Linked DNA regions of Mus musculus: all the other regions are linked to region 1. A link is a contact called in public HiCAR-type and promoter capture Hi-C data. All regions are on one chromosome and are shown on one strand. Each heading gives the region's core, a stretch centred on a gene start, on an enhancer-like site or on the middle of the called end of the contact. The rest is flanking DNA. Distances are from core to core; before and after follow the strand shown.

Evidence for each region. Promoter capture Hi-C pulls out the DNA fragments that hold promoters and counts their contacts. HiCAR-type assays count read pairs that join an accessible place to other places.
Region 2: a contact with region 1 is called in a promoter capture Hi-C map of pre-B cells, with 4 times the contacts expected there. The contact joins the promoter of Hic2 here to the promoter of Cep20 in region 1. A contact is called at or near these places in 2 of 39 promoter capture datasets (cranial neural crest and pre-B cells) and 1 of 115 datasets of contacts at active chromatin or transcription factors (astrocytes).
Region 3: a contact with region 1 is called in a promoter capture Hi-C map of pre-B cells, with 7 times the contacts expected there. The contact joins the promoter of Rimbp3 here to the promoter of Cep20 in region 1. A contact is called at or near these places in 4 of 39 promoter capture datasets (cranial neural crest, frontonasal cranial neural crest, liver and 1 more).
Region 4: a promoter capture Hi-C map of second pharyngeal arch cranial neural crest shows a contact between it and region 1. The contact joins the promoter of Ppil2 here to the promoter of Cep20 in region 1. A contact is called at or near these places in 2 of 39 promoter capture datasets (cranial neural crest and second pharyngeal arch cranial neural crest).
Region 5: a contact with region 1 is called in a HiCAR-type map of astrocytes, with 2.6 times the contacts expected there. The contact joins the promoter of Ypel1 here to the promoter of Cep20 in region 1. A contact is called at or near these places in 3 of 39 promoter capture datasets (the C10 cell line, cranial neural crest and maxillary cranial neural crest) and 1 of 115 datasets of contacts at active chromatin or transcription factors (astrocytes).
Region 6: a promoter capture Hi-C map of pre-B cells shows a contact between it and region 1, with 3 times the contacts expected there. The contact joins the promoter of Mapk1 here to the promoter of Cep20 in region 1. A contact is called at or near these places in 5 of 39 promoter capture datasets (the C10 cell line, cranial neural crest, hippocampal neurons and 2 more) and 1 of 115 datasets of contacts at active chromatin or transcription factors (astrocytes).
Region 7: a contact with region 1 is called in a HiCAR-type map of astrocytes, with 2.7 times the contacts expected there. The contact joins the promoter of Ppm1f here to the promoter of Cep20 in region 1. A contact is called at or near these places in 4 of 39 promoter capture datasets (cranial neural crest, hippocampal neurons, liver and 1 more) and 1 of 115 datasets of contacts at active chromatin or transcription factors (astrocytes).

The regions. Positions count from the first base shown.
Region 1 is chr16:14,315,666-14,319,105 of GRCm38.p6, reverse strand. Cep20 (centrosomal protein 20) reads left to right here and starts at 1,774. Exons shown (of 5, transcript NM_025345.2): 1 at 1,774-1,812. The coding sequence starts at 1,785.
Region 2 is chr16:17,231,772-17,235,211 of GRCm38.p6, reverse strand. Hic2 (hypermethylated in cancer 2) reads right to left here and starts at 1,625. Exons shown (of 3, transcript NM_178922.3): 1 at 1,482-1,625.
Region 3 is chr16:17,206,489-17,209,928 of GRCm38.p6, reverse strand. It overlaps Rimbp3 (RIMS binding protein 3), which reads right to left and starts at 1,794. Exons shown (of 1, transcript NM_001033338.3): 1 at 1-1,794. The coding sequence starts at 1,215.
Region 4 is chr16:17,109,508-17,112,947 of GRCm38.p6, reverse strand. It overlaps Ppil2 (peptidylprolyl isomerase (cyclophilin)-like 2), which reads left to right and starts at 1,696. Exons shown (of 21, transcript NM_001252444.1): 1 at 1,696-1,805; 2 at 3,254-3,303. The coding sequence starts at 1,774.
Region 5 is chr16:17,068,323-17,071,762 of GRCm38.p6, reverse strand. Ypel1 (yippee like 1) reads right to left here and starts at 1,624. Exons shown (of 5, transcript NM_023249.6): 1 at 1,400-1,624.
Region 6 is chr16:16,981,635-16,985,074 of GRCm38.p6, reverse strand. It overlaps Mapk1 (mitogen-activated protein kinase 1), which reads right to left and starts at 1,693. Exons shown (of 9, transcript NM_011949.3): 1 at 1,336-1,693. The coding sequence starts at 1,448.
Region 7 is chr16:16,894,600-16,898,039 of GRCm38.p6, reverse strand. It overlaps Ppm1f (protein phosphatase 1F (PP2C domain containing)), which reads right to left and starts at 1,571. Exons shown (of 8, transcript NM_176833.4): 1 at 1,416-1,571.

The DNA of each region.
Region 1 (3,440 bases), core at 525-3,024:
CCAAGAGGGACCAGGCACAGAGAAGTCTTGTCTCTAAAAAGTTGATATAACCTTGGCATTATGAGTGGGCCAGTGTCATGTATATCTACTTGGAAACTTTCTTTTAATTTGTGCCTTTCCCCATTCTCGGCCCTACTCACTCCCAAGATAGAGGCGGAGCCCACTCTGACCCCAGAAGGTTAGGGAAGAAGTGAGGTTAAGAAGGTTAAGGGAAAGTTTGAGATGACGGCTCTGTATCTATTTTTGGTGAGCATGGTGAGAATACTAAGTCACATAATGCTTTGCCTCTGGAATTCCTCATCAGTATATCAATAGTGCTGTTCACCTGTAGAATTGGTTAATCCTTCTAATTTCCTGAGCTACTGACCAAGTATTCAGGCACCATGGTTTTACAAAATAGGAAAGCCTAACTGAGTAAGACCATTCTAAGGCTACAGAACAGGTTTCGAAGGTTACTCAGGTCTTCAAATTTATGCAGCAAGAACTTTATTCACTGAGCCATTCCTCTAAATGGATTTCAAACTTTAAAACTGCTACCCACTTTAAGAAATATCTCAGAAGCCTGATATGGTGATGTACTCCTGTCATTGCAGCACTTGGGAGGCTAAAGAAAGGAGGGCTAATTCAAAGCCACCCTGTGCACTTCAGAAAAAAAACAAAACAAAGCTAATCTTAGGAAGAACATACATCTATCTCCCTGAGGCAAATTTAAAAACAAAACCAAGTTGTGGCAGTATAGGGGCGTTCATCACTTTGAGAATGAGGCAAAAAGAGTGTTTGTTGTTAGTTCAATGTCAGCCTGAGCTACAGAGTGAATGCCCAGATAGCGTGGACTACAAGATGAGACAAAAACAAACAAACACCCAATGATTTCTTTTAAAGTCTATATTTTCTATTTCTTACAGTTTACTTCCTCGAAAATATGCTCACTAGCATCCACTCATAGACTTCCACTATTGGGCTGTCCAGAATTTTAAGGGTCCAGTGTCTTAGACTCCCTGGAGAGTCAACTGCCATTATACTGCCTCACATTTTGAATGTATTATTCCCATGTTTGTTCTTCTTAATCTTTTATCAGCTGTTTCCACAAACAACTCGAGGATTCCAAATGTACTCGGTGTTAACGGTAGTGTAGAGAGCAAGCTTTGAAGAGATGCTGGCCTGGGTTTAGGTTATCACCTGCTCCACCATTTGCCAGTGATCTTCCTTTAGACACTCAACTTCCTCCTCTGTATAACGGGCATCATTGACCTGAGGCGTGTAAAGACTTCCTAGTGTTCACTTTCGAGTGGGTGCCGTGTAAGATGATTTTTAAGGTGGCACTTCTCAGACTAACAGCATCCATCCACAGCATTCTGGAAGTTGACAGAAAAACCAACTCTTGGTCCGTGCCTCAGAAAGACCCAAGGGTGGGTCAGAGCAGTCTGTTCTAACCAGTCTTCCAGGTAATTCTGACGCTGGGTTGTGTCTGGGACTCGGACTGAGCACAAAGCCTGCCAAGGTGCGGGGAGGGGAGGTGAACAATCAGCACCTTGACCTGTAGGACTTGGGCGGCGACAAAAGGCAAAGCAGTTGGGTACAGATTTGGCTCTGGCTCCAAGCTTTTCTGCAGTGTAGCCCGCCTCACACGGTCGCTGATTGGTGGAGTCTCATGTGGCGGCTCGCCAATCACCGGAGCGCAGGCACAGACGCGGTCTAGCAGAGCCATACTCCTATTGGTTGGAGGCCGCGCCGAGAGCCGTGCGTACGCACTGGAGAGGCGTGGCACCAGCAGCCGTTGAAAAATGGCGACTGTTACGGAACTGAAAGCTGGTGAGTGCATTGAGGGGATGCTCGGTTGCGGGAAGCGTCGAACCTTCCGTATATGATAGGGATGGGACAGAAGGAGAGCGCGCGGGACATCGGCTCATCTTTTTCCAGGGTCGTTCTAGGGTGGCAGGGCCCACCAGGGGCGGCCTTTGCGCATGCGCTATGTTAGGGCCAGCCTTTGAGCTGGAGGAAGGGACTGGTATCTGTTGTCCCCTCAGGACCTCTGGGTATCTCTTAGAACCCTACTGAGCAGACAGCGCCCAAAGGCCTGCGTTCCGAGCTGACCACGACAACACCACAGCCACGATTTGGTGACAGACACACTTCCCAATGATTTGCACGGCTAGCCCATCCGGACGACAACGTATGGCTAGGTCCTCCTTGTCCTTTGGCAGAAACCTGAGACAGAGTTGTCCATCCTGGCGGCTCTTCAGGATTTTTCGGAAGAGGTTTTCCAAAATGGTTGGTTGTGTGCAGGGTGCATGCAGGTTCCATCCCCAGGACTACAAAACAAGGAGTAGACATCAATAACGCGTGTATACTGTTAACTCTGAATAGTAATTAGAGTTAACGTTTGAGTTGTAATTGGAGTTAAGGTTCAGTATGTGATTCTATCAGACCCTTAACAACTCATCCAACTTGATTCTGTGTAGCAACGCTATGTCCATTTCATACATGAGAGTTGGAATATTTCATCCACGATAATTTAGATAGAAATCGACTCGTGTGGAAACCCCATAAGGTGCACTGGCTTAATCATGCCATTCTGCTTCCCGTAGAATAAACCTAGTTCTGAGTGTCAAGGAATTCAGAGACTAAGCCAACGGTAATGGAAATCTGGAGAGAACCAAATGGAATAGTTTGGAGACTAAGATGTAGTAACTATTGACTGCATATGTATTGGGGACACTGCTGGTGAGCATTCCAAAAGCAGACATACCTCAGTCCCCAGGAGGGACTTCACATGAGTCAATGAGCTGTTCTGGGGATGGGAGTATACATAGTACATGTATATTGTATAAACTTTTCATAGGATTTCAAGATAAAGTCTATGGAAAAGAAGTTGGGTTAAGACCAATTCCTGAAGGCATTTTTATAATAATAGCATTGTAAGCATAAGACTACAAGTAGCAAAATGATAAAAGAGCCCAGAGGTTATCCCTACAAATTGAGGGGGACCTCCTTATATATGTTCTTCTGCGTTCTCTGGTTCTTGGTATGCTTTGTGTCTGAGAGAAAAGTAATAAAAACTTGTTCCTAATCAGTGATCTTACATTTTCTGGGCTTTTACTGGTCTAAAACCTCTTCCATTTCACCTAGCTCTTTCTCTGAGAAGTAGAGTTCATTACCTCGGAGAAGGCAGCTGAGGCATGGTTTAGGAATCTGCCACCAAGTATGAAGGACATGCTGCGTTTCCCAAATCCAGCTCATTACTTTGCGTTTTCTGCAAAGTTTGAGGCTGTACTGTGTGTACTTCAGAGTAACTGGGACAGGATGCTTGCCAGTAGAAAAGACTCTTTCCCTTAATTTCCAAAGATGGAACTAGAGAACGGGGATTGTGTTATGATCTTAAGATAAAGCTGTCCTTTTATGGACCTGTTTCAGAGTATAATTGGTTGACACCTGTAGAA
Region 2 (3,440 bases), core at 376-2,875, 2.9 Mb before region 1:
GCAGGCACATGACTTCTTGCAAAAACCTTAGTGGGAAGGTTTGGCCACACATTTGTCTCTAGAGGCCAGCCTGAGGCTGGACCATCTGCTTTCTTTCAGACTACTCCAGGAGCTCTGCTCCACCCAGCATACTTTTTCGAGAGACAGAGCTACAGAGTGGTTACACAGACTACGATCCTAAAAATGTCTGCTTGAAAGCCAGGGATTCCAGATACGGGCAGATAACAGTGGAGGGGCAAGGCCAGGAGGAATCAGAAGCAATAATGTGGCATCCCTCTAGGGTTTGCCTCCATCCCACCAACCTTTGTCCTAGATTGGAAATCCCAAGTTCAGCCTAGAAGATGAGCCCCTCCACGACCTGCCGAATCTCCTGGTCCTAGGTGCAAAAGCCACAGCTAGCAAACCCCAGTAACAGTCCAGTCACAGGATTCCTATAGGCAAGGATCCGCCCCTCCCCCATCGCCACATATGTCAGTGGGGGTGGCCTCTCAGTGTTACACCCCTCCTGCTGATTGAAAGTGAGGAACCTGGAACACAGCTTTCCAAATGCGCCTGACAATTATAACTAGAAAAGATACTGTGAAGAGGGGGATAGAACACATAAGTAAATAACTTCTGAATCTCTCCGGCCAGCCAAGATCAGCACGGGACTCTCGTCGCAAGGTAGTCCAAAACTGTTCAGGGCGCGGCCGCTGAGAGTATTATCTGGCCTCAATCACTCCAAGTACCTAAGTCACTGCCCCCCAGGGAGAGGTATTTTCCCCCAGCACTTACACCCAGGCTTGTGTGCATATGAACCATTCTGGAAGATAAACAGAGAATGACAAGCTAGGGCCCCTCAGCTCACTCCCTGAGCCAGCCAGTCCCTTCCTCTTGCCACCCGACCCCCTCCCCCCAAGCCCATCTCTCTTCCTGCCAGGCGGCTGCCTCCAGCAAAGGTCTGGGGGCAGGGCAGAAAGCCCACCCAGCCACGGAGCCGGGCCCTCTAAGCCCTACCCTGTCCCTGACACGGCCAGTCCCCCAGCCAGGAAGGGTACTCGAGGAAAAGGACTGCAGACCATACACACAAGCGCAGTTCTGGAAACCGTAAAGCGTTCCAGTGAGGGGCAGCCGCAGGCGTACAGCCGTTTGCATAATGGGAGAACGCCCGCCTGTCAGGCAGCATAGCTCGCCCGACGCCGTTCGGATTAGATTGCTAATGAAAAGGCACAAAGAGCCGGCGCCCGCTACCCCGTCGACCCCCGCTCCACAGACTCGCGTCCCCGGACTGGCGCGGCCCTGGGGGCTTTGTGCCCGGAGTCCCCGTGCCGGCCGCAACCCGCCGGGCACCTGAACCACAAAGCCCCCGCCCGTCCAGGGTCCCGCGTGCGCCTCGGTTCGAGACTAGGGGCCGTGCGCGCGCTCCGTCCCACGCGCGCCCACGCCCCCCTCTCCGGGGGCGCGCCCGGCCCGCGTCGCCCTCCCTCGAGGACACCGCTTACCTCAGGTGCCTGCCAGAGGCCCCTCGTCTTGGGCGCCCGACCTGAGCTGCACGCGCCCGCCCTGTCCGCCCTCCGCCGGCCCCCGCTCGGCTCTCCGCCCAGCGCGCCCAGAGCGCTGCTCACAGCCGCCCGCTCCGCGCCATCTTGGAAGCTTGTGACGTCAGCTCCACCCGCTCACCCCTGACCCACATCTGAATGGGCGAGCGACAGGGCGGACCTGGAGGCGGACCCTTGTGGGGGCGGAACCCTGAGGCTGGGCGGGGCCGCCGAGGGGTCTGAGTCCAGGGATGGGCCAGTGGCTGCGGCAGAGTGTAATGGGGGAGGGGCGCACGGGAGGTCGCCTACAGGGTCCCGATGCAGGCGCCAGAACGGGATGGCAACCTCACCTCAAAATACTTGACGGGCAACACCCAGCGAAACAAGAATCCTGCTCTTTACCACGGGTCTATGCCCAGCCCTCAAACGGAAGACTGACCCGTTTTGAGCCTGACCCGGACCCTTCAGAACCCCCAACACTATCACCACCAACCCGGTTCAGGTGGCCTGCGCCTCTCCTCTTCCGCCCGTTTGAGCCCCTTGATCTACGCAGAGTATCTCAGTCTATAAAGTTTAGCACCCAAAGGCTGCTTGCTCCGCTGTCTGGGCTGCAGGAAGGCCTGCGTGGTTCTGATTTTAAAGGAGAAAAGAGGCCTGGGAGTCTTAACCCTAAACTTCTCCTAGGATCCTTACATCCACTCTCGCGAAGGTCGACCCGGATTGCGCAGAGGGCGGAGAGGTCCGTGTACACTCTGCTTACTTATCCAGAGTTCCGGTGACCGCCGCAGGTCACAGGAGTTTAGGCAGCCCAGTAAAGACCCAAGACTTGTGGCCATCCAAATGTATTGGGGTTCACACGGAGTTATTCTCTAGAGAGTTATTAGATGACCATCTCTCTACTTTGAACACTAAACACTAAAGCCCACCACTGTTAAAGGTCAGAAAAGTCCTAGCCAGAACCTACAGCTGTTCTATAGGGAGGTTGTGACCCAGAGTCAACATTGAAACCCAATTCAATAACCCTTCACAGAGGCAAGCATGCTTTCCGAATGTACAAGCTTAAAATAACAGATTAAAAAAAATTAAAATTCTTAGTTTACCCAATAGCTACATAGCTAATACATGATTGTTTTTACAACTATCATCTTTGAAACACCAAACAACAGAAATAGGAGTACATTTGTCCTAACAGATATTAAAGCAAATTATAAAGCTACTGCTGTCAATTATACTAGCCAAGACATAGAATACTATGCCTAAACATCCTAGAAATGGCGAAAACTCAATAGATTGAAAATGGGTGGCATGGGGCATGTCTTTAGTCCCAGAACTCTGAAGGCTGAAAGAGGCAGATCTCTGTGAATTAGAGCCAGTCTGACTACATAGTGACTTCCAGTTGAGCCAGGGCTACACAGTGAGCCTGCCTCAGAAAGGAAAAACAAAAAAGAACTATCAAGCACGTGTTAAAGGAATTGTCAATCATGAAGAACAGCTTAGAGGTGGGCTGTTTTGAAGACTTACTGAGCCAAGTGTGGTGGTCCTGCCACTCCCTAGGTGATGGTTACAGGAAGGAACATTTTTTTCAGTGGTTATAGTCACTGGTAAACTGACTCCTATAAATAATACACTGGTATTGCCCTGACTCCTATAAATAATCACCCACTTATTCCCCTGTAAGCAGTTCTAATTAAATTCACTAAATCACATAAAAAAGAAAGAGTATGGGGCTGGGGAGATGGCTTAGTGGGTAAGAGTACCCGACTGCTCTTCTGAAGGTCCAGAGTTCAAATCCCAGCAACCACATGGTGGCTCACAACCATCCTTAATGCAATCTGATGCCCTCTTCTGGAGTATCTGAGGACAGCTACAGTGTACTTACATATAATAAATAAATAAATCTAAAAAAAAAAAAAAAAAAAAAAA
Region 3 (3,440 bases), core at 545-3,044, 2.9 Mb before region 1:
TGCGTGCTTCACCTTGAGCCATTTCACTTTCTCTCCTGCCTCCTCGGAGAAGCCTTTACGCCGCAGATGCAAGTTTTCTTCGCGCAGGTCACAACAGCGGCGAACCAGCACCTGCAATGCCTCGGCCAGCTCCGAGTTCTGCCTCACCAGTTCCTGGTAGTCCAGACCCGGAGGCGAGGAGGTCGAGGCTTCGCAGGGCTTGTTCTCGGAGCTTTCTTTCTGCAGGTCATTAGGTTTCCTATGTATTGATGGTAGCTGAGGCGGCGGCTGGGGACTGGAGGTGTCTGGAATAGACGCGCTGGTCGCAGGGGCCCTTACCTCGGATTCAGAAGCCTGGGAGCAATTCAGTGTGTTGTCCAGTGAGCAGGAATGTGCTGTTGCCAAAGATTCGAGGGAGCCGGCGCGCGTGGGCAGCAGGTCGTTTGGAGAATGAACCCGGACGCCAGTGTTCAGGCTTTCGAGGGATCCGAGTCGACGAGCAGGCTTTGGGGTGCCACCAGTGTTACTCTGGGCTTCTAGGGGCGGCTCTTCCAAGGAATGCGTGGCTTGGGGGTCCGCGGGTCCCGGTAAAGCCGGCTGCCAGCGGAAGTGCTCTAGGATGTATTTAAGGAATAGCTGGCGCTCCACGTCTAGCGCCGCCTGCAGGTGGCGGATGCGCGCGGCTTGTTCGCCGTCGGTCTCCCAGCGCAGCAGCGCCAGCACTTCCTGCAGGCGACAGCGGCATTGTGCCGCGGAGGCTTCGGATGCCCCTGAGCGGCTGCAGTAACCACGGTTCACTAGCTCCTGGGCCAGCTGACGCTGAAGCTCCCTTGCCTGGCGCAATACAACATCGCGCTCCTGGTGTAGCAACTGCTGCAGCTGCCGCATCTCTGCCTCCTTCCAGCGCAGCAGCTGCCGGATCTCGGCCTCACGCTCGCGCTGCACCTCCTCCTGCAGCTGCCGCAGCTCCCGGAGGCGTCGTGCCTCCCACTTGGAGCGCAGATGGTCAGCCAGCTGCTGCCGCTCCTGCTCAGCCGACTCCCGCAGCTGGCGCGTCTGGGTAGCGAAACGCCTCCGTTCCGACCGGCCGCGCGCGCGCTCGCCCTCCAGCTCTGCCCGTAGTTTTTCTAGCTCTCGTCTCTGCTCCTCCAGCACTGCGGCCGCTGGGCCGGGGCTGCTTGGCTTCTTGGGCGACGCGCGGCCACCACCCAAGGGGGTGGGTGAGTCCTTTGTCATTGTGGCCGCAGCCCGGCAAGAAGCCAGAGAGATAGTTTGGTATTGGTAGGCCAGTTAGCCAACGGCCTCCGCCCCCGGCCGCTGCCAACCGCCCCACGCGCCCCTTCCGGCGCCCCTAGGTGCCCTCCGCGCGCCTCTTCCGCCTTGGGGGCGATCTCCCTTATAACCTGTCGCCTCCCCACAGATTGAGTGCCTTTCGCTTCTTCCTAAACTCCTGAGACCCCTTTCAAACTAGCCTCTGAACTTCCCCGGATACCCCGGGCATATTTCGGAGCCCACACATATCTGCTTTAGGGCTTTTGTGACCTGTTCCACTTTCGCCCTGGCAGTGTGCAATCCTTTCCAGAATTAGATCCCCAGTAGGGTTCCTAGATGATCGCTGATCCTGGGCCTGAGTAAAAATGGATTCTGGTCAGATCTCACCTGGCTCTACTAGGGTTTCTGGTCGAGTTTTGAAATTAGGTAAACTTCTTACAAGATCTGCTTAAATTTGTGGTTGAGCTCTGAGCCCTAAGTGGCTATAACTCCTCTGTTCCTACGCAGGACCCAACATGCTAAGCCTTTTCTTTGTTCTTTTTCTTTTCTTTTTTCTTTTTGGTTTTGTTTTTTTGTTTTTTGTTTTTTTGTGTTTTTTTTTTGTTTTTGTTTTTGTTTTTGTTTTTTTTGAGACAGCGTTCCTCTGTGTAGCCCTAGCTGTCCTGGAACTCACTCTGTAGACCAGGCTGGCCTCAAACTCAGATATCCGCCTGACTCTGCCTCCCAAATGCTGGGATTAAAGGCCATCACTGCCCGGTGCCTTTTCTTATATCAACTGAAACTTTGTGTTGTTTGTTTGTTTGTTTGTTTGAGACGTGTGTGTGTGTGTGTGTGTGTGTGTGTGTGTGTGTGTGTGTAGAGCTGGCTGTTCTGGAATTCACTCTATAGAGCAGGCTGTCTCTGCTTCCCCAGTGCTTGGATTGCAGGAGTTGACCAACATGTCTTGCATCTGAGCCTTTTTGAATCAGCAGGTGGCAGTGACTGAGGATTGATTGCACCCACCTCAAACATGCTGGGCAAATTTTATACCACTGAGATTCATATCCTGTCTCTGTTTCTGTCTGTCTCTGTCTCTCTCTCTGTGAAGTAGTAGTAGTACTAGTAGTAGTAGAGACTGAGCCCAAGGTCTCATTTAGTAAGTAATAGGCAAGCACTTTACTATTCATTATATCTTCAGTCTTCAGCCCCTTTAAAAATGTAAGATGTTGGGGCTGGAGAGATGGCTCAGTGGTTAAGAGTACCAAATGCTCTTCCGAAGGTCCTGAGTTCAAATCCCAGCAACCATATGGTGGCTTACAACCATCTGTAACAAGATCTGATGCCCTCTTCTGGAGTGTCTGAAGACAGCTACAGTGTACTTACATGTAATAAATAAATAAATCTTTAAAAAAAAAAGTAAGATGTTAAGATGAGCAGTGGTGGTATATCCTTTTAATCCCACCATTCAGGAGGAGGAACCAAAGCCATGTTTTCTGCAAGATCAGCAAGCACCCATAACCCTTGAGCCATCTTTCCAGCTCCCCAAAACATTAAAAAAAAAATATATATATATATATAGTCTCACTCTGTAGCTCTGGATGGCTTAGAACTGATGTCTACTGGGCTATCCTAGAAGTCACAGAGACCTTGCCTGGAATAAAGGTATGCAGCACCATGCATGAATGTCTGTTTGAAGTTTCTGGTGGTGGTGGTAGTAGTGGCGATGGTGGAATTTTTTGTTTTGTGTTTGTCTTTGTTTTGGAGACAGGGTCTGGTCTTTCTATGTCCTGGCTGACTTGGAAGTTGCTATGTAGACCAGGCTGGGCTCAAACTCACAAAGATCAACTTGCCTCTGCCTCCCAAGTGGGATTAGAGGTATGTGCATGGCACTATACCCATCTCCTTTTTAAATTCATATTTGAGTTAGGATGTTGCTAATTTGTCCAGGCTGACCTTGCACTAGTGGTCTTCCTGCATCAGGCTACCAGACAGCTGGGATCACAGGTGTGCACCCTACACCTGACTCAAACCTACTCTTGTCCTCTTACCTACTGCTCACTTTTTCCTGTCTTTTGGTATTGATTTGGTAGTTTTCTACTCCAAGGAGCCTTTCTGGACTCTCCAGGCTGGGCTTAGAGTTCCCAAGATGCTCTAGCCCACAGGGTTGCCTTGATGACTCTACATACAGCTGCTTTACCTTTGAGGAATGG
Region 4 (3,440 bases), core at 447-2,946, 2.8 Mb before region 1:
CATTAGTGGATATACATATTGAGTCATGGTTGATCATACCTCACTTGGGACTATAGATAATAAAAATCAGAACATAAGCAAAATTACTATATAATTATAAATTATGATAAACTATGAGAGAGGTGAGTGGGGTGGCCAAGAAAGTGTTTTTTTGTTTTGTTTTGTTTTGGTCTCACTGTATATTCTTGGTTGACCTGTAACTCAATATGTAGACTAGGAGGACTTGAACTTACAGAACTTACCAGCCTCTGCCTCCCAAGTACTGGTAGTTTTGTTTAGTTTTGATTTGCTTTTGAGACATGGTTTCTCTACTCACTGTAGACCAGGCTGGCCTCAGACTCATAGAGATCTGCTTGCTTCTGCCTCCCAAGTGTACACCACCATACTGGGCTAAAAGATCTTTTGAGGTAAGATTTATTTGGAAGGCAGAAGTTATGAAGTAAGAAGCTGACAGGATGACTGCCTTTGGCTAACTGGGTGGATGGTGGTCCTTGTTAATCCTGCCAAATGAGAATCAGACCAGTGACCCAGATTTTTTGGTTGCATTTTCAGTTAGACAGGGTTATCTCCCTAAAGTAGGATTTGAGAGCATAGTCTCAAAGGAGAATTTTTTTTTTTAATATCCCCCAAACTGCAAGGCTAGGGGGTTTCTAATGTTTTATGTTTATGTAGGAATTTGACAAGACATCTTAAAATTATTTGGTTGAAGATCTTATCAGGAGGTTAGGGTTAGGGTATGGAACATACCATTTAGCATCAAAGTGGAGATTTGGAACAAGGAAATTAAGAATTCTTTGATCAGCCAGGCGGTGGTGGCACACACCTTTAATCCCAGCACTTGGGAGGCAGAGGCAGTGGATTTCTGAGTTCCAGGCCAGCCTGATCTATAGAGTGAGCACCAGGACAGCCAGGGCTACACAGAGAAACCCTGTCTCAAAAAACAAAAACAAACAAAAACCCAGCTTAGGGTGGAGAGATGCCTTAACAAATAAGAGCTGTGCAAGTCTGGCAAAGAGAACCAACTCCTCACTTGTCCTCTGAGCTCTACACTTGTGGCATGGCCACTATTTAACCACACACACAATTTTAAAAAGGAAACTTGGGGCCGGGCATGGTGGCACACTCCTCTAGTCCCAGCACTCGGGAGGCAGAGGCAGGCGGATTTCTGAGTTCGAGGCCAGCCTGGTCTACAGAGTGAGTTCCAGGACAGCCAGGGCTACACAGAGAAACCCTGTTTCGAAATACCAAAAAAAAAAAAAAAAAAGGAGACTTGGGACCCATTCTCCCGGCACATGAGACCCAGACCAAAGATCTGGCCACAGAAGGAGCAGAGAGGGCTTGGTCATCTGCCAGCTGATGGGCCTGAAGGGCGTGGGGACCGAACGAGAGAAGAGTTGAGTATACACATGGACATGGCTTTAGAGAAGGTGAAAAAGGTTGAAGATCTTTAGATACAAAGGAGGTGAGTCTGAGTGAGTCTGCCTAGCATAGCATGGACTGAACAAGTAGCCAGACAGTGCATAGAAAAGTTTTTGAGGGCTTGGGGGAGGCAACGCAGTATGGTGGGAGACAGGAAAAGTGGATTCTACTCAAAGTTAGCAAGCTTCAGCCTAGCACGGTGCCTGCACCCAGCACCTGGACACCTGGAAACCACAATTCCCAGAATGCTTTCTTCCAACTTCCGGGATCCAGTGCGTCGATCTCCGGAAGTAGTTGAGAAAGCGGAGGCGCCATAGTCAGTGTCTGCTGTGGTCTCTTCGGTTTGTTGCCACCATGGGGAAGCGACAGCACCAGAAGGACAAGATGTAAGTTGGGTCGCGTCTCTCGTCTCAGCTCGTCGCCGTGCTGAAGGCTATCATCTGAAAGCCTCAGCTCTCACAGGCGCGGTCTCGTCCCTCAGTGCAGCCTACGCGGGCCAGGGCGTTCTACCGCCGGACTAACTAACTTCCGGGATTTCCCTACCCCTAGCCTTTCTGCGAACGAGTTTTGCCCCTGAGTTGGTTGTCCGCTTCGTCCTGGCTCTAGTCTGAGAGCCTACACACAGGCGACAGCCTTCAAGTTGAAGATAGGCGGGTCGTGCTCCATGTTCCCCTCCCATTTGCTGCTGCTGTACTTTCTGTTTTCTGTTGTCTCTTCAGATGCTCCCCGCCCCTAGCTGCTTGCAAGGATATCTTTGACTTCTGTATTGCCAGATCTAGTATCCAGCTTTTCAGTCCTTGGGCTTCTTCCCTTTCCAAAAGTAGCCTTTAGTGAGATCTTACATGCGCTTAGTAGTTTTTTTTGTTTGTTTTTGTTTTTGTTTTTGTTTTTCAAGATAGGGTTTCTCTGTGTAGCCCTGGCTGTCCTGGAACTCACTTTGTAGATCAGGCTGGCCTCGAACTCAGAAATCCCCTTGCCTCTGCCTCCCGAGTGCTAGGATTAAAGGCTTGGCGCTTAGTAATTTAATCTGCGAATGATCTCTATTTCATTCCTCTTTGCTGGGCTTCCCCTCCCCTTGTCCCAGACCTCGGGGGTGTTTCCTTCATCCCTGTGGTGGATCTGTTCAAAGAGTCTCTTGCACTAAGTCAGCAGCTTTCACTCAGTTCTCCACTTGGAAAACTTACAGCTTTTTCAAAACTAGTATGCTAAAAGGGAACTTGATAATTTTCACACCTAAGCCTGCCGTTTCTTATCCTAGCTCAGTGGTTACATAGTGGGTCCCTGATTTACTATATATAGACTGAAGACAATTCTCATCCTAACAGAAGAACAACCGCACAGAGCAACTGGAGCTATGTTAGATCATGTCTGGGTCCTGCTCAAAATCACCCACCAGCTTCCCATCACACTTAGGCAAATAGAGAGTACTCTCCTTGATCTTTGACTCATTTTTGACTCGGCCGCTGTCCTTGCTTCTGTGTCTTTTTCTGCTGCTACGTACCTCATCACACTCTTCCTCTGCTGTCTCCTTTCTGGAACAGATTCAGCTTGTCCTGTTCCAGCCTCAGTAAGTGTTATTCCTGTAAAGGGCTTCCCCAGAGCTTTGTGTGCCTAGCTCTTCCTGTCAGATAGTCTATAAGTCCAGTTCATTTCCTTCTGGACAAGGTGCTGTTGATGTTTCTTTATCTCTCCATCTTTTGTCCTTCTTATGTGCCACACAATGCAGATGTTTAATGTGATTTGACAAGTGAGTGGGCGTTCTGTCATAAGTTACTTTTACAGCTTCTGTCCTGTCCGTGGCAGGACCCAGTAACACATGCTCTGTCTTCCTCAGGTATATCACTTGTGCTGAGTACACTCATTTCTATGGTGGCAGGAAGCCAGGTAAGGGGATGCTGGTGGTCCTGAAGAATGCTGTCTCCTGTGATCCAGAGCTATCCAGAACACTGACATTATAGTAGATAACGAGACGGTCCATAGTTGATAAAAAGAGGACATATACTCAACATAGTACAGTATAC
Region 5 (3,440 bases), core at 375-2,874, 2.8 Mb before region 1:
GCCCTACCACCCAGCCACACCCCCAGCTCTTTTATAAAATTAAGTTTATTTATAAAGTTGGAGCTGTGGTTGTGGTAGAGCACTTGCCGAAAATGCATAAGTAAAAAAAAAAACAAAAACAAACAAACAAAAAAAAAAACAGGAAAAGAAAAGACTTCTATTCAGATTGATTACTGGCATTGATTCAACTGTCTGTCTGTCTGTCTGTATGTATGTATGTATTTTTAGTGTTTCATATGGGCCAGCCCCTGGGCTGCTATATATCTGTGGTAAGTCAAGATTTTGGTCTAATCCCTAAGAAGACATGCTAACCACATAGTCCCTTGGCTAGGAACACATAGACCTAGGGATCCTGGTAGCAAAACTCTTCAAATACAGCACCCCTGACTTTTTTAAGAGCCCACAGTATGGCTGGAGAGATGGGCTGACATCCTTTAGCACCTGCTGCTCTTGTGGAGGATCCATAACTTCGGCTCTAGGGGATCCGATGCCCTCTTCTGGCTTCTCTAGATACCAGGCACACACACGGTGAATATACATGTGTGTGTGTGTTTATTTATTTGTACCCCACCATACACATGCACACAGACACCCACTGGACCAGCCCCTAGGGGAGAGGGAGACGGGTACTCAGCAAACATTTGTTAACACATCTACCAGAACACAGCAGAGGTAAAGGGCCCTGGGTGATGGGTGAGGGTGGCTTACTCAGAGGGGCCTGGAGAAGTTCCCCAGAGGAGGTGAGCCTGGTCTTGGAACTTCAGCGGAGCGAGGAGGAGTATGGTCAATTCTTTGACAAGATACATTAGTTAAGGTGAATACATTGTGGATACTTATAAGGCAACTGAATTAGAAAGACCTTGGGCTGAAAAATGATGTTTTCAACGTCTATTATCTATCCAAAACAGAATTCTGCCGGCTTTCTATCCTGGAGCTCAGTACACGATCGAAGATGACCATTTGTGCAGTTATTGAGTAGAGAATATCTTATTTAGTTGCTACTGTTAGCAATTTACATTGATAAAGCCTAGAGCCACAAGTGGTAAACAATGAGGACAATTCCCTTTAGTTATTATTGTACAGGCAACTTGAAAATGCCACCCCATAATATTCTTTTATTGGAGGTATCTTCTGTATTTATTTCTTTCCCCATTTTTTAAGGTAGGGGAAAAAACAATGGGGGGGGGGGGGCGAAGAAAAAAGAAAGAAAGAAAGACCGGGATTTTGCGTTGTCTTCTAATGACCCAAATACCAACAGTTCGGAACATCAGAACAAAAAGTCAACGCATCCTCCGCACTCCCGCCCGGCCCGCCCGCGCCCAACAGGTGCTTCCCCGCCTCCCGGAGCCGGAGATCCTCAGGTCTCCGCAGAGAACCCCTGAGGCCCGCCCGTACTCACGGCCGCTCCGCGGTCCGCTGCGCCCATCCGGCCCAGGCTCGGTCGGCGCGAGCTCGGTTTTCAGGCGGTCCCGGTGTGACCCGGGACGCGCTCCGGCCGTTGGCGCCCACTCCGGGCGCGAGGCATCCTCCTGCCGCCGCCTCGCGGGCCGCCTGCCCTTTGTTTTGGACCCGTAGCCCAGCCCAGCCGCCATAAACGGCCTCGGAACGTGGCGATGCCCAATCAGTGTCCGAGCCCCGCCCTCGCGTTCCCGCCGCTCCGCCCCTCCACGCTCCCCGCCCCTCGCCCTGCCCCACGCGTCCACCCGCGCCCCGCTGCGCTCGGGGGACTGGGCTGGAACGTGTCCGGGTGGAGCTCGCCAGGAGTCCGGTGGGCTGGCCTGACGAGGAACCCAGGCGAACCGGCAGGTCGCGGGGCCGGTGGGGAGGTAGGGTCCTGGAAGGCCAAAGGACCGAGATTTTCCACAGGTTTGCGCCTCAGGCTGCAGGCAGGAGGACCTCTGCAGCTGGGTCCCTAGAGCGCAAGCTTCTTCCCTCTCTCCATACTGACCACCCTTTCTCCACTCTCCAAGTCGCCATCCAAGAGCCTCCAGGTCTGCGTGGACTTGAATTATGGAACCCCAGATTAGATTTCCTACCCACAAAACACAGGCAGTATCACCCAGTCTCCATGCCCACATCTGCGCTTCTTCTGTTATTTTTTTCTTAGTCTCTTTAGATCGATTTTTCAAAGCACACTGCTGAGGGTGAATGTACACATTGCAGGACGTATTTGCGCCCTCTAGAGTGTGCTTGTTAGGATTTATTGTATTGAGGATACCCCTAATTGATTAGATTGTGGGCCCTTTGAGTTGCCATTTACTTAGTGAGTCTCCCAAGTGACTGATTACTCTATTTTTGTATTCGTCCTAGCTAGGGAGTCTCATGTTTTTTTGGCTTTTAGAATATGATCTCTGTAATTCTGTAATTCAAGCTGGCCTCAACTATGTAGCTCAAACATGATCTTGAACTTTATATTTTAAGCTTATTGTGTGAATAAGCACATGCCTGTGCACCAGAGGTTAGCTCTGCTTCTCACCTACCATATTGATCCTGGATTTGAACTCAGGTCAGCAGGCTTGATAGCGGCACCCTCACTCACTGAACCATCTGGCTGACTCTTCTATTTTTAAAGAATTTAAGCGGGAGAGATGGCTCAGCAGTTAATAGCACTGACTGCTCTTCCAGAGGTCCTGATTTCAACTCCCAGCAACCACATGGATTGCTCACAACCATCTGTAACGGGATCTGATGCCCTCTTCTGGTGTGTCTGAAGACAGCGACAGTGTATTCACATACATGAAATAAATAAATCTTTTAAAAAATGTGTTTTTTTTAATAGCTTAGAAAATAGTAGGTTTATATACGGCATTTTCCTATTTCCTTAGCATTGGTTAGGCCTCCTCCAGCCTTCCTTTCCTACCCATCCCACTTCTAACACCTACCTGTTCATATCATGGATACTCCAGTGCCCTTTTCCAGCGTCCTGACTTCTGGAAGCACTCCAGGAAAAACACACAAATCCAAACATTTCAAGCAGCTAGAATCTGCTTTGAGAGAGAACATGTATCATTTGATCTTCAACATTTTTTCTGTCTGCTGGGAGCAGTGGTGCATGCTTTTAATTGTAGTGCTTGGGGGTGGGAGACAGAGACAGGTGGGTCTCTGTGAGTTCAAAGCCAGCCTGGTCTACATACCAAGTTTCAGGTCATCAAGAGCTATGTAGGAGAGAGACCCTGCTTTAGGAAAAAGAGCTGCCATCCTTTTAAAGCTCATGGAAACCTCTGTACCCCTTCAGTTTCAGTCTGTATGTGGCTGGAGGTGACATATTTAACCTTGAGATTCTAATTGTGCAGCCTGCTGGGATTACAGGTGTGCACACCTGGTGCATTTGATGCTGAGACTGAGCACAGAGCCTTGGCACACTCTGCTAGACTACACACAAGGAGCCACAGCCCAGTCACTCTGGGTGCTCTGACTACTGAGAGACTTTAGCACATCAG
Region 6 (3,440 bases), core at 444-2,943, 2.7 Mb before region 1:
AGGTCCAGTTCACTTTTATCTTCGTAATTGTATACTATGAGACATTTTGCTCATAAAAATATAACTATTCATGAGTCTTTTCTTTAAAAAAAAAAAAAAAGAACGTTAATTATTCTATCTTGTTAGCACACTTGGTGAAAACACACCTTTTCTGGCATTTCTAAAATTATGACTATTCAAATTTTAATGCATTTCTGAATAGACTTGTTCATCAGGAAAATATGCCGAAGTCCTGAGATTATTAAATCAAGGAGAGGCCTGTGCAATAGCTCAAGAGCTGAAGCATTTAAAACAGGATCTTTCTACAGCAAAGCTTGATTCTAGTTCTTCGCCCTGTAAAAGGACTTCCTTTCAATACCTTATCTGAAAAAGGCTGTCTTCTCTTTCCTCAAGATAGCTAAGTTAAATTAAACTATCTCAGAGACCTTCGATAAATGAACTTGTTTTAGTTAAAACAATACACTTCAACATTCCACATGCAGGAAATCCTGCAAGTGATCGTGCAAAAACTATTCTTGAACACTGAAACGTTATGGGGAAACGATCACAGTAATCGGGCTAAAACATATGGATACATTCACACTGTTAAGAGAGTACTCTTGAGGGTAACGACGGGATAATTTAAAGTCAAATTAGGACTAACTCCAAATACTTCTTAATAATTCTAGAGTGATGCTGGCTTATCCTTTCTGAAACACAATCGGTATATTTAAATCCATTTTGAAACTTCAAGATTTCAATATGTCCACAACCAACGCTGTGTCATTAACGGTTAAGCCCGAGGCAGAAAGCATCATTAGCGCTACTTAAGATATTTTGTGAATGCTGTTCACGTACACAGAAGAGAAGAAAAATATTTTGGTGCTCAGCACACAAGCCTATTATTCCGTCTTGCAAAACCATGGCCGCCGCCACCACGGACAAGCATCTAATACAATTCCTGGCTTTAATCTAATGTCAAGAGGCGGTGGCTATAATGCTATAAATTAGGAGACACAGTGTACTTCCGTTCCCGTCCCGAGGGAGAAGCCTCGAAAGTACGCGCTTTAAGACCAAGCCCCGGAGTCTTCGAGTCCTGGCCTCAATCGGGGTTGCCCCTCCAACCGCAAACGAGAAGCAGCAGAGGAAGACGAGGAGCAACACCTAAGCCTCGACCGGCTCCAGGACCCCGCCCCAGGGCTCCAGGAGTGAAGGCCAAGAAGCCAGGGGTCCGGGGCGCCGCAGAACGCGAGGCCAAGGCGCGGGAAGGGCCGTGGGTGCGTCCAGATCAGCCACAGGCAGGGGGCACAGGGTGACCGCGTGAGGCCGGGCCTGAAATCCAGCGCGGATACTCACCAAACCATGCCGTAGGCGCCTTCTCCGATGTACGAGAGGTTGGTGTAGCGCGGCCCTACGTCGAACACCTGCCCGCGGACCATCTCCGGGCCCGCCGCCGCCGCCGCCGCCATGTTGGCTGCACAGCCGCCGCCGCCGCCGCCGCCGCCGCGTTCGGTTCGACGCTTCGCGGCTGCCGCTCGACTTATGCTGCGCTTCCCGCAGGAACCGCGCTGCCGCCCGTGTAGCCGCCCCCGCCGGCGATCGGGAACGAGGAAGGAGGACAACACAGAGGAGAGAATTAACCGCCGGTAGAACCACTGCCAGCCTTCCTGCCTGACGGGCGGGCTACGAGTGGGAGGAGGGAAGGGTTCGCGTCGAAGGGCGCTAGGGCGGAGTCAAGGGCGTGCGTGTTGATTGGCTTCTCTTGGTAGAGAGGGCGGAGTCTCGCGGGTCGGCGGAAGCAGCGAGGTGAGGCAGGAGCACTGCGGCTGCGGGGGAGGGACGTCATGTGCGCTCGGAGACCCAAGCGCTGGGTAGCTCTAGAGAGCTAGGTTGGAATTTAGGCATAAGGACCCCACAGAGTCCCACCCACTGTCCTGGTGCTGTGCCTGGTCCAGAACGAACTCACACGGGACCAGGGACTTGGCTTGAGACCAGAGGACTCACTGCACACCAACCACGGGACCCCTGAGACAGACCTCTAAGAATACGTGGCCCACATTGTGCACTCTGATGAACTTAGACCATCAGAGTGGGACAGAAACCAAAAAGCATAACCCAGACCCAGAAAAAAACTTTCACCCTGTAATGAGCATAATTTTAAAAAATGCCTTTTAGACATATAAAACTAGATTAAGCAGGAATCCCACAGCATCCAAGGCTGCTCCTGATCCAGAGCTCAGTGACATCACTCACGCAAGATAACCAGATACAGTCCTAGAACCCCATGATGCCCACTGGACAGAATATAAGCAGAGACCAAAAGCAGTGATTTGCTCTACACATCTGGAGAGATACACCTTGATCTGCTCTGTGGCTAGAGAATCCACTCCCCCCCCCCCCCCCCCCCCCCCGCCAGGGTCCTGATCCTCAAATCAGAAACCTGATCTGAAGCTAAGATAGGTGACACAGGTGACCTTGGGGAGACAGGCTTAGGACTGTAAGAAATTTAGACTGTAAACCTTGCATGATGACCTTCAGCATAATAAAATATAACTTTTGTTATACTAACTACATATATCTACCTTCTTGCCCGTGACACACACCTAACAGTGTGAGACATAAGTAAGCAGAAACCAAAACACAAGACATTGAATCCCCTAATTAGAGGTTTGTTCAAGAAGATTTGCTGAATATCTACGGCACTGGAGCCAGCCATGCTTCCAGAGTGAAAAGACAGACAAAATACAATATTTGCACTTAAGTGTTGTGAAGAAATAAAAAGCCAAGGGAAAGTATAGAGAGCTGTGGGTAGGGACACTGGAAAAAGACATAGAAATTTGGGGACTCGGGTCCAGGTGTTGTGCAACAGTTTCCTGAAGGACTGAAACATTCTATGAACTTGAAACATTCTAACTTGAGGGGAAGCTTCTGAAATAGTAAACTAAAAACTAAAAGCAGCAAGGCGGCATGGTGCCTCACACCTTGATTCCCACCACTTGTGAGGCAGTGGCAGGCAGATCGCTTATGAATTGGAAGCCAGCCTGGTCTACAGAGTGAGTTCCAGGATAGCCAAGAATATGCAGAGAAACCCTGTCTCAAAAAAACAAAACCAATCAAAAAACTCAAAGGAGTTTCAGGAAGTCCTTAAAACTGACCAGATTCACTAGGCCCCTCCCACCAGAGTAAGCAATAAAAGCTGAGAGTCCCTCTGAGATGGAGCTCAGGTGAGCTGCAAAGACTCTTGAGACCAGCTACCTGGAAGAGGCAAAACCCTGCCTGCTGCCTGGTAATGGTTTAGACAAACTTATGCACTCGGAAGGACACTCTTCAACTTCAGCAGCATCCACACTTTGGTCTGTTGTGAGCTCCTGTTTGTAGTGAGGAAACCTGTGTTGTGTCTCCCCAGGAAAAGTTTTGTCACAGATGGGTATACTGAAACACAGCATAGTTAGAATGGCTAA
Region 7 (3,440 bases), core at 322-2,821, 2.6 Mb before region 1:
GGACTCCACCCCAGCCATGTCTACACCCCCCCCCCCCACTATCTTTCATGGGCTGTTCTGTGCAGCCATATTATTGTGCTGCCATTTTTCTTTTGAAAGGGATCCTAAGCTCCATGTGGTCAGTGTCCTGGCTGTTTGTGCTCAGCAGGCCTGCATGGCCACTAGAGTGAGGTAAGCAGCCTGAGGTCTGGGGGGATCACACAGGAAATGAAAACTCTCCCTTAGTACACTGGGTAGCAAAGACAGTCTTCCAGAAAAGACTGGCTTCAGGCAACATCACAGAGGAATTCTGCAAATTAATCTGTTGTGGGAGGTTAACAGTTATTAGAACAATTGTTTTGTTTATGTCTCAGAACTGTGTGGGAAAACATGCCATCAGGTCATACTGCAGTTGAAAAAAAAACCAGGTGGTAGGAGGAAAGTGTTACTCTAAGGTCACAAATATTAGTTGTCACCAAAGCAGGACTCAGTTGAGGAATCTGGTGCCCAGTGACTTGGCCACTTCCATCCCAGTTTGCCGCTGAGTAAAAGTAAAATTTGACGATGGGAGGAATATGAACACTGAGACCATGAGGTAGAGGCAGCTCTCGTTCAGTTCCTTAGGTGGGAACAGTTCACAGGGCTGTCCCAGGGCACATTGTGAACACATCTGTTAATCAAGGGGCCTAGAAATAGGCGGCCTTGGTAGGGCAGACCACTGCCTTCCACTGGGCCTCACTAGATGTTAGTCTGCAGAAATCCTTACAATCCCTTTTCTCCTCATTATACGGAGAGCTTAGGGGGCTGGCCTGAGACCACACAACTGTAACGGTGAAGCCCAAGGCTCTCAGGACTGAGGCTCTACTGCAATCTAGCCCAATGGCTTCAGCCTGCGTCTTGAAACCAGGTGGTAAGTAAAACACTAGCTTTAAATACACTTAGGGACGCCACTGGGCTGGGCATTCAGGTTGAAAATGTGGTCCCAGTCCGGGTCGTCACTAGTAGGGCTGAGGGTAGGGCCGTGGGCCTAGCCCTCATGTTTTGGAAGATAAGAGGGAATGATCCTTGAAAACAGGATTGTCACTCCTTGGTACTGTTTTGCCTCACAGCTCTCAGCCTCCTCCTGGACCTCGGTTCAGACACAGCCCTGGGGGAGGGTGTCAATGGATTCCCAGTTCCGTGCCTTTAGTTTCCGACGCCTTGCCACCAGGGCCCGGCGGCGGCTTGCTCAGATTTTTTGCTCACAGCTATCCCCCAAAGTCCCATGGGCTCAGGCACCCGAAACCGGTCTTGGCCTTAGTGCTTTCTCACCTCTCCATTTCGTCCTCAGTCTCATTTCACTTTCGTGCATCTCAGGCCCCCACATGACCCCCACCCTAGTCCGAGTCTTCCACCCTCACCCTCGCTCTTCATCCCTTGCACCCCGCGGGCCTCACCTGCCAGCCTGCCGCAGTGCTCCCCACGAGCTGCTCTGGGCAGCCCCGCCTACTTCCCGTCCTAGGCGCCGCAGGCTCTGCGCAAGCGCAGTCGGGCCTCGGGCGCACCTCTGCTGCCTCCTGCTGGTCCCTCTGCTCTCTTGTTTCAGGGACGACAAGAGCCCCAATAGCCAGTGCGTTGCTACACTTCTCCAGCCTTGACTGGGCAGAAAGCAGTCCTTGCTTCACAATGCTCAGTCATTGCTTCACAACGTGTGTGGTGATCAGTCTCAGGGCAGTGATGCGGCTTCATACTGCTCAGGACTGGCCACCCATCAGAGACTTTAGAAAATATTTTCATGTATAACATTATATTCATTTTATACCAATGAACGTGTACACTGCCTGTGTACAGTGTGGAGAGTACCCCTTCAAGTTTCATTGTGGTCCTGCCCACTTAACCACAGGCCCCAGGGGCTTTGTGGTTAAGGGTTCCAGGCCCTTTGTGCTCAGCAGGACTGCATGGCCACTGAGAATTCGTTGAGCAGCTTGAGCTCTGGGGCTATAAAGCAGGAAATGAGACACTTTTCTTAGTGCACTGGGTAGCAAAGGCAGTCTTAAAGACAAGGTTGGCTCCAGGTTGTCACCTGGCTTTTAAAACAATTGTTCCGGCATGGTGACGCAAGCCTTTAATCCCAGCATTTGGGAGGCAGAGGCAGACAGATTTCTGAGTTCGAGGCCAGTCTGGTCTACAAAGTGAGTTCCAGGACAGCCAAGGATACACAGAGAAACCCTGTCTCGAAAAACAAAAACAAAACAAACAAAAAAACCCAATTGTTTGTTTTGTTTATGTCTCAGAACTGTGCTGACAAGCACATGCCATCAGACCCCATTGTCTTAGGAACTTGTCACCTGATTAGGTTTCAGGGAACCCATGAGCCTGGGGAACCAATAGATGGGTGTGTGTACTGGCATGGTGGGGAGAATGTCTGTCTGCTACGCAAGTAGAGTCCTGGTTCATTCAACCTGATTAAGGTTTGAGGTCATTTATAACCTGATGAGGTAGAGGGTGATACAGAGAAGACAGCAAAAGCAGGCACTAGGAACCTGGCCCTGTTAGGCTCTAGGCCAAGGACATATCTGTAATGTACCCTTTCCTGAGGTTGCTGTCACCATGATTGTCTTGTTTGTAGTCTACTATGCCAAAGCCTTTACTCTTGTTAAATTCCCAATATTAGCTATACCAACCAGCTTAGCTCAAACCTCTTCATCAAGACATGCCAAGCTGTGGGGTAGAGCCAGGAGGTCTCAGAGTGCTCAGTTCCAGGTCTCTCATCTGTGTCCTCTCCCAGTTCCCAAAATCCTTTCCCAGAAACCTGTTCTGAGCACTATGAGAGTGAGTGCAAACACTCCCTACCACACTAGCCTCTATCACTCAGAGACTGGCTGTATTACTTAGGCTTTAAAAATCTCAGGAAAGGACCTCAAACCCTTTGTTCTAGAATTTCCAGGCTCTTTACAATGGGGGTACAACTTGGTAATACTTCTGCTTAAAGGGAGCTGTTATGATTTGAAATCTGGAAGTCTCTTGAAAACTTGAGCTTTTGGGAGGTGAATGGATCATCAGGACGCTAACATCAGCAGATCAGTCTATTGGATTCATCATTCATAATAATGACATTATTAGGAGACAACGAAAACTAGGATGGAGGAAGGTCATGAGTATGTGTGCCCTGCAAGAGTGTATAGCTCTAGTCCCTGGAAAGGTCTATTTTGCCAGTCTTTCCTCTCTCCTCTTCTTAGCTACCAGAGATGACTCAAACTGAGCCCAAATCCATCTTTCTTCCTTTAAATTTTGCTCAGGTGTTTTATCACAGTGAGGAAAGGTGATTAATGGAATTTTGGCTCTCTCTTGGATATTAATTTTTCCCATAGGGCTAGAATGTATAGAAGAGGTCCACGGTGCCTTCTACAGTGCTGGGAGGATGTTGTACTTGACGAAACAGACTTCCTCATGTTAGTATGCACCACAATCTCAAGGTAAGA